Linked DNA regions of Gossypium hirsutum: region 1 is linked to region 2. The links are chromatin contacts, called in public Hi-C maps. All regions are on one chromosome and are shown on one strand. Each heading gives the region's core, a stretch centred on a gene start, on an enhancer-like site or on the middle of the called end of the contact. The rest is flanking DNA. Distances are from core to core; before and after follow the strand shown. Region 1 holds the start of LOC107939100 (protection of telomeres protein 1b). Region 2 has its middle 9.6 kb from the start of LOC107944703.

Region 1 (4,656 bases), core at 68-2,567, 160 kb before region 2:
TTGGTAGAGTTGATTTTAAGAGATATTTGAGTTATTGATGAGTCATCCATGAAACTATTGTTTTAAGTGATCTAAGTTATATGCGGTGCTCTTTCTTTTTCTGTCAGTTATCTCATTTTTAGCTAATCTTTTCTTTTTCCTTCCTTCTTGCGTGAACTAATAGTCCAATATATAAGCAACAGAGTTTCTTCTTCCATGGTTGCATACTTCCCCCATTCTAAAACCTAGCTGACTTCACAAATTGTTAAAACATTAGTGGCTAGATTCTTCTCAACTAGTCTTCCATTCTCAATCACTTTATAATTGCAATCCCCTAAATCCCCAGAAAAAAAAAGTTTTAAATCATTTTATATCATAAGCAGCAAAATGCAGATTGAATTCATAACAGATTTCAGAAAAGAATGTCAGTGCTCAAACTCCTAGAATCCTTAGTATTATACATCCATTCATGCTTAAAGCCACACTGTGTATATCATATGTGAAATTAGTTGAGAAATACACATTAGAACTATTCCAAATAACTAACTTGCTGTGAAAGCCCATACAAATTCAATTACAAGGTAATAAAGATGAATTATCGTGAGTGTTAGCACTTGTCCGCTCACTTCTTCCTAATCTTCTTTCACTTGTTTAACTGAATTTATAATTTTTCAAAAAAGAAATTAAAGATGAAACATGAACTGACCAAACACAAGTAATTTTAAGGAGGACAAGAAATGACACTTTGGAATTATCAGAGTATACCGTGACACGTGAAAGTTGAATAATATCTCCAACAGATGCAACAAGAGGAAGACCGTCGATTTCTTGAGCAAATACATGCACAGGAACCCAGAACTCGGAATGTGACTCGTCAATTACTTTTAGCTTACAAAAATAATCTGCAAACGAAACAGGAATTCTGGCTAAGCAAAAAAAGTTCAGAACGATCAGAAATACGATCAAGAAGATTAGAAACAAGAAAAAGAAAAAAGAAAGAATTCAAGTTCCGCATCTATATAACTTTCATAAAGAAATAGTGAGGTACTCGGACGAGTATGGAAGCAACGAGGTGAGTACAAAGAGTTATCATATTAGAACAGAAGGTAGGAAACAAGAGAGCAAAAAGGAGGAAAGAAAAGGTGGTGGGTACCGGTGCCTTTGGTTCGCTGGGGCAGAGTGAAGTCAAGAATGACGGAAAATAGGTTAACTTTCTGGTTAATGCAAGTAATGGCGTCCTTTAGCATAAGAAACTGGTAATCACCCATGTCTCCAATCCCTCTCTGAATTTCTGCTGCTATTTGACAAATGGTTTAAGGAAGGCGGGGTTGTGTATTTGTGTTGAGAGTGAAGAGGCAGCATGAGTGATGGGCCAACTACCACATTAATTGTTGGGTCTGGCAGGAAATGGGGGAGCATTTATTAGTCCTGATTTAGGGCTTAAATTAAAATGAAGGAAGCTGAGGGTTTGGGCCTTCGAGCATGTTGTCTCTTTTTGTTGAGCCTTTCCCCTTCCTGTTATTGGTCCACTCTAGCAACTTGTATTGGGTTTGTGAAAAGGCTTAATTAATTGAATATAAGTGTACAAAAAATTTGTAATATAGACCATTCATTTATTATTATTAAATTTAATTTTTCGGGTATAAATTTAATTTTTTATTAGATTCGAAACATTTAACTGAAAATCATATCAAGATTGACTTAAATTAAGAATATATCAAATCAAAATCGATCAACAATAACTGTTGTTTCGTTCTGTTATCATCTCTAATTGACACATGTACATTTTTTTCTTTCTCTTTTTTTTATTATTATTAAATCAAATTTGACTCTTTTATTGTTTTATATTATATAAAAGATCAAATTTCAATTTAATCATTATATTATACTAAAATTTAAGATCTAATTTTTATATATAGTTTTTTTACATAAGTTGTTACCTTAACATTTATAATGTTATTAGTTAATTTAAATATATTATTCTAATTAAAATGTTGACATGATTTTTAAGAATTGTTAACACTATTGAAATTCTCTAAGCCTTCTTTGACATGTTATATGATTTTTTTATTTACCTTATTAACATAATGGTTGAATTTCAATTCTAATTCTTTTATTATTTTAATTATATAAAAATGGTCAAATTTTAATTTCAGTCATTATACTACATACGAATTTGAGATTTAATTTAACTTTAAATTTAACATAATTTAGTACTTTAACATATATAAATTTCACTAGGTAATCTAAATTATTTATTTGATTAAAATACTGAATTGAATTTTATGAATTGCTAATACCATTGAATTTCTTTATTAAATTTATTAAAATATCACTTTTTGAAATATGATTATTAAGTAAATTTTTTTATTTTAATTTTAGAATGTGACACTAATAATTTAAAAATATATATTAATAATTGAAGTTCAATTTTTAAATTTAAAAATTGTTAAGATTAGATAAAAATATATATTATTAAAAATTGAATTTTTAAAATTTTTAGACTAATAATTTTAAAGTTGTTTGATTGTTTGTGATATTTCTCCAAGTAATTCAATTCAACCAAATTGATTTTTGAATTTGAAAAATTTTCATTTAAATTCAATTACTATCACGCACTGGACAAGCGAGATTACGATTGGTCGGTGACATTAAAGAGTGGAACCGGTTGTTGTAATAGAAAAACCCATTCGCATTAAAAGTGATTAACAGAGTAAATCCTGAATCGGACCCAAAAAAACCGAGAGAATCCAAATTCCAAACCTCACCAACGACCCGGGAATGGAGAACAAGCCTAGACATGACCCGAACCCGGATTCAAATCGACCCGAAGAACCAGAGCTCGACCTCTACACCATACCGAGCTACTCCAGTAAGTTCCTCCTTTCTAATTGATTAATCAATATTCCCCTTCTCCAAAACCCTAACGAAAAATCTCATTTCTTTCTTCTTCTTCTTCTTCTTCTTCTTCTTAGGTTGGTTTGCTTGGAACGATATTCACGAAACAGAAAGGCAAGCATTGAAAGAATTCTTCGAAGGCAGCTCAATCTCAAGAACCCCTAAAATCTACAAGGAGTACAGGGATTTCATCATCAACAAATACAGGGAAGACCCTTCTCGCCGCCTCACTTTCACCGAAATCCGCAAATCCCTCATCGGAGACGTCACTTTACTCCACAAGGTCTTCCGCTTCTTGGAAACCTGGGGTTTGATCAACTTCCTCGCCCCGCCTCCACCCCACGAAGGTTCCGAGAACGATGATAGGGTTCGGGTCGAAAACGGGGCCCCGAATGGAGTCCGGGTCGTCGCTACTCCTAATTCGTTGCGGCCGCTTTCGGCGCCGGTCGTTAAGGGTAAGAACAGTGGTGATGGGGTTGAAGAGAGTGGAGTCAAGTTGCCTCCCCTGGCTTCATATTCTGATGTTTTTGGTGATTTGAAGAGACTACATTGTGGTAGTTGTGGAGATAATTGTGATTCTGGGTACTATGAATATAAAAAGGTAATTCATTTTTTAAAATTTGAAAGATTCTTTTTGCGTTTAAATTTTGTGTGGAATTGTTTTTTTTATCTGTGAATTATCCCAATGAACAATGGTTTGCTTATAGATAATTTGTGCTTAGCATTTAATATGACGTTTCTCCAAGTAACTGGTTTTATAGGTGTAATCATACGTTTCTTCTTCCAGACTTAAAGTCTTTTGTATTAGCTTTTTATTTGTTAGATTCTTATCAAATTCATGTTTGATTTGGGACGCTGTAGCTTGGTTATTTGGGTGCCAATTTGTCTGGATATATATATATATGTATTCTGTGTTCGTTGTTGTAATTACCTGCACAAAGCTGAAGGCATGTAGTCGACTTGATTGTGTTGTGAAGTTGAGTGATATTTGTTTTAATGCATCTGCAGGATAATTTCATAGTTTGCGATAAATGCTTCAAAAATGGAAATTATGGCGAGGATAAGTCTATGGATGATTTCGAGTTGAAAGATTGCCATGAGAAGAGTGCTGCCAATGGTACTGTGTGGACCGAAGCGGAAACTCTTCTTCTTTTGGATTCTGTTCTGAAACATGGGGATGACTGGGATCTTGTTTCTCAAAATGTTCAAACCAAGTCTAAACTTGATTGTATTACGAAGCTCATTGAGCTGCCTTTTGGGGAGTCTTTGATAGATTCTGCCAAGGGAAGGGGCAATTCCAGCGGTACAAGTATGAGCATGAATGGCATAAAACCAGTTGTTGTTCCTTCATCTGAGGATCAAGAGAATATTATAAACGAGGATCAAGGTTATGATGGTGCAAATGAGAACAAAAAGAATGGGGATTCTGAGAATCAAGAGCCTCCTTTGAAGAAAAAACGCACTGCTTCCACTTCAGATGCTGATAGTTCTCTCATGAAGCAGGTAAAATTGTACCAGGTTATGTTACTTATACATGATGCCTCCATTTTATCCAAATTTATGCTTTTCTCATATATTATAAGTTTATTGCATATATAAAGACAAGCATTCTTTAAAGATTTTGGTTATACATTAATTGATTGTGTTTACTACAGATTGCTCGCATCTCTACCATGGTTGGGCCTCAAATCACTGCTGCTGCAGCTGAAGCTGCAGCTGCGATGCTTTCTGATGAAATGTCTTGTTCGAGGGAAATTTTTTATGGTGATCATATTGATT
Region 2 (4,467 bases), core at 243-2,742:
GTGGATGTGTTTGGTTTTTAACATTTTCTACTAAATATAAGTATGGGTTGGGATGATCTGAGCCAGGAGAAGAAAAATAAAAAACCCTGGAAAACCATTCGAGTAGAACTTAATCTTATGCTTTGAGCTATCAAAGGCAATGGGCCTGAGTTTTTGAGCTAAAGAGACCCACTAGAAGGCTAGAAGCCATTCATATAATCTTCTTCGGTCCCATTCAAATAGAGCTTCCCAAAAACAGAAGTGGGGTTGAAACCTTAATGGCAAACATCACTCCATACGATTAAACGTCACAACAGATAATTTTTGTGGTGGTTGATTTCAGGATTTAAAGTGCCCCTCCATTCATATCTCTTTTCTTGTCAATCAACCAACTTTTCTTCTTTTAATCTTTTTTCCAATCTTTTTATCTATAATCTGTTCAAAGATCAAATTATATTTTTATCCATTCATATATGTTTGAGACGTTGATAAATGGAAATGATTGATTAATGAGTAAAGATGGGATCGGCAAAGTTGTATAGTTGGATCGATGTGTGATCCACAATAAGGGGCTGAGTGATTCCATTATTTCCCTCCTTGAATCCGGAACATGGCCAAAAATATAGAACCGGTCCAATGGAAAGTTGAAGCTTTCCAACTTTTGAAAATGCCAGAAAACAAGTTCATATTGGATAACAATAACTTCCAAAACATATGCAAAGAAGTTTCAATCCTTTTCAAGAACAAATCGACAATCGCGAGGCATCCAACCATATGTCTGTAATGAAATTATCGTAAAAAATACAACGAAAGTGGACATCTGGTGTTTCTTTTTTGTCACAGTTCATTCCTTTGTCTGATATTAAAACAGGAGTATGGGATTTGGGACATGCAGGAGAAAGATCAAACACAGCCACATGAAATTAATCCAAAATTCATAGAGAAGGGTTTTGGTTGATGATAATGGACGTACTAATCATATGATGTAAAGGAGGCTCAAGTGACCATCGTTGTCTGTGAAAAGCATGACACATGATGGTAAAATTATTTGATTGGCCATGCATGTGATGATGTTTTGGTGGTGCCCACTTTGGTAGGAAATAGAATCTTACTGGTACAGCAATACCAGATTCGATGATTTTGGTTGAAATAAGGGGTGTTCATCCGATATCTCTATCTGAGTATAAAGATATGACTTCGAATATATTGACTACCAACATTATCTTATATGTATGGTCCAACCATGAATAAAAGTATTATTATTATTAACTAGACCTTAACAACCCCAGGGTGAAATCAATTATTTCGAGCTCAAAGACATATGATTATTCAATGGGATTATGATAAATTATGATTTCACAAAAAAGAAAAAGGAAAAAAAGCAGGAGCAAGAGGTCTAAACATAACGTATACATGACAGATCAAGACCAAAGTTTGGAATGTAGATGGTGGCCTGCAGGTAAGGACGGCCTAAAAGGAGCTGATCCACGGGTTTCCACCCGGTCACTAGCCCAAGACAACCCATATAACCAAGGGACCCATTTGCATTTGCAAAATAATATTGGCCCAGAGTGAACCAAGTCAGAGTAGATCGGAATTGAACTTTGAACCCATGTCAATTAACCGTTTGAAAAAGTTTTAATTACTGTTTCAATCAAGTATTAATAGAAAGATAAGTGATATTTAATTTCGTTAATATTATTATATTGTAATTAAAATATATGAAAATAATTTATTGTAACTCATATTAATATATGTTTGCAAAATTAATAAAAGCAGTTGATTTTATCATATAAAGTAAATATATTATATGATATAAATATAAATTTAATAATTAAATAAATTAAATATTAAATTTTTTATTATATAATTTTTAATGAACAAAATATTATTAGCGTAAATATATTTTAAATTATTATTTAATATAAAATAATTTAAATATTTTTATTATTTAATATAAATATAATTTTAATTATTTTTTTGAAAGGAAAAGATATTATATTGGTCAAAGTGCGATTACAATAACATGTAGTATAATTAGAGGTGAGCATTCGATCGAATCGAATTGAAAATTTTTGAGTTAGTCGAATTTTTGAATCTTATTTTATCATCTTAACTTAATTTGAAGTTTTCTCGAATCGAGTCGAGTGAGATGGAATTAGAATCGAATCGAATATATTTGTTCGAGTTAAATTTTAAAAAAAAATGATTTTAGTGTTGTTTATTTTTATGTAATTTTTCAAAAAAATATTTTTTCATACAACAAAAAATTGAAGTAAATAAGTGAATAAATAAGTGAGTAAATAACTAAAAAATAATTAAGAAGAAGGAATGAGGGTTTATTTTAGGGTTTTTTGAGAAAAATAAATTTTAAGAAATGGAGAGAAGAAGAAAAATAATTTGGGGTTTGGAATTTGCTGGGGGTTTGATTTGGGGGAGGAATTGGGATTTGGGAAAATAAATCTTTGGAACTTGGGCAGACGGCTTGGGGAAATGGAAAATATAAAATGTTTGGGATAAGGGGAAATTGGGTTTAAGTAAAAGCCTAAAATTTAAAAAATATAGTTTATATTCGGTTTATTCGAATTTTTTTAGTTATTCGAATTCGAAAATTCAACTCGACTCGAACTCGAACTCGAAATTCGAAAAAAAATCAAGTTGATTCGATTAACTCGATTAATTCGATTAACTCGATTCGAATAATTCGAAATTCAAATTTTTTTTTGATTTTTTTGAATCGAATCGAATTTTGCTCACCCCTAAGTATAACACAGAACAAACTGGCAAGACGAGTCCAAAAAAACAAAAAAAAAATCAAGGCAAAGCTTAAAATCATCTGGTAAGTACTCGAATTAGAAAGACGTAAAACAAAACAAGGGAGCTTCCAAGCATTCTCTTCAATTGCAAATTGATGCTCAAAGCAACATTATGGATTTCTAAATATAAGAAGGGAATCCACTGTAACACCCCTAACCCGTTTCCGTTGTCGAAAAAAGGTTACAGAGTATTACTTAAAAATACAAAACATTTACAGATCAAACATATAATTTACTATTCTTTTTCCGAGATTTAGTATAATGTCTTTTAATTGGACCCTCTAGGCTTAATACAAGAATTAAAATCGAATCGGAACTAATTTGAAACCTCATAAAATTTTTCACAAAATTCACAAAATTTCAATATGAACAGTACTACACATGCCCATGTGGTCAGGCCGTGTGGTCGCATACACCTATGTGACTCAAGACATGCCCGTGTCCTTTGCCCGTGTAATTCTCTGTTTATGATGTCATTAACAAATTAAGGGCACACGGCCAAGACACACGCCTGTGTGCTTAGGCCGTGTGGTAAATTAATTTCCCAAAAATAGCTACAGATTTTACACGGCCAGGACACACGCCCATGTTCCAAGACTGTGTCCTTCACACGGCCGTGTCTCAGCCCGTGTGGCCAAGTATGAGCATTTTGTTTTGCTAACTTAAGGTATAGGGGACACACGGCCGGATCACATGCTCATGTACTTAGACCGTGTGTCACACACGGCCTAGGCACACGCCCGTATGTCTTACCCGTTTGGACAAAATAAGACCATTTCCTAGCCCCATTTTTCACCCCAATCTTAACCATTTTCTTGTACAAAAATTCACATACATTTACCAACCGAATCGAACCAATTTCCACCATTCAATTTGATATATTTCTATCTCCAAACATACATTTAGACTTACCTTTACATATTTTGGCAATTTATATTTTCATGAAAGATGTTAATTAACTTATCAAGCATATAATATTTATCATATAATACCATACTATATCATCATCAAAATACACATTACTAGCCATTCCAACAGCTAGATTACAAACCAACTTATCAATTCATCATTTGATTAAATCAGCCTATACATGACATTATATCAAAATAAATTTATCATTTATACCAAGATCAAGGAGTTGATAGTGTGATGATTGCTCCGACCCAAATCTAACCTTCACGAGCTTCGAGCACTATTAAACAAAGAAAAATAAACCTAGTAAGCATTACATGCTTAGTAATTTCATATAACCAAAACTACACTTACCACTCATATTTAGCAATAAATCATAAATAAACAAATCATCCATCAACTTGCCAATTTAGCAAATAATGCCTATTCATAATCACTCCATTCAATAAGTTAGTATAAAACACTAATATGCATAGATGAGCTCATTATATCATTTCTTCTTATATCACTACTAAACTATTTCTATTGAATTACTGAGTTTTCGATGGACATAACCATTTCCAGTCGTACACTCGAGGTGTACATTCCCTTTTCAAGTGGTACACTCAAAGTGTATGTATTCTTTGCAAGTTGTACACACAAAGTGTACATAGCCTTTTCAAATTGTACACACAAATGTACATAACCTTTTCAAGTGTACCATTTAAGTACATGTATCCTTTTCAAGTTGTTACCCCTTTCGGATCAATTTCCTTTTCAT

What was found. Hi-C and Micro-C count contacts between places; a contact is called where the count stands out from the background.
Region 1: a contact with region 2 is called in a Hi-C map of hypocotyl, with 2.5 times the contacts expected there. The contact joins the promoter of LOC107939100 here to the enhancer-like site in region 2. A contact is called at or near these places in 5 of 34 Hi-C or Micro-C datasets (hypocotyl and leaf).

Annotation. Positions count from the first base shown.
Region 1 is chrA12:100,138,786-100,143,441 of Gossypium_hirsutum_v2.1, reverse strand. It overlaps LOC107939100 (protection of telomeres protein 1b), which reads right to left and starts at 1,317. Exons shown (of 10, transcript XM_016872379.2): 1 at 1,133-1,317; 2 at 745-881. The coding sequence starts at 1,247. It overlaps LOC107939099 (SWI/SNF complex subunit SWI3A), which reads left to right and starts at 2,691. Exons shown (of 7, transcript XM_016872378.2): 1 at 2,691-2,851; 2 at 2,955-3,478; 3 at 3,886-4,380; 4 at 4,533-4,656. The coding sequence starts at 2,761.
Region 2 is chrA12:99,975,431-99,979,897 of Gossypium_hirsutum_v2.1, reverse strand. No RefSeq gene overlaps it. Among protein-coding and RNA genes, the nearest start is that of LOC107944703, 9.6 kb to the left of the region's middle. Within about 2 kb of position 1,492, at least 5 of the 9 cell types and tissues checked have an H3K27ac peak or open chromatin away from gene starts, as enhancers often do. A contact at or near this core is called in hypocotyl and leaf, where this site is marked.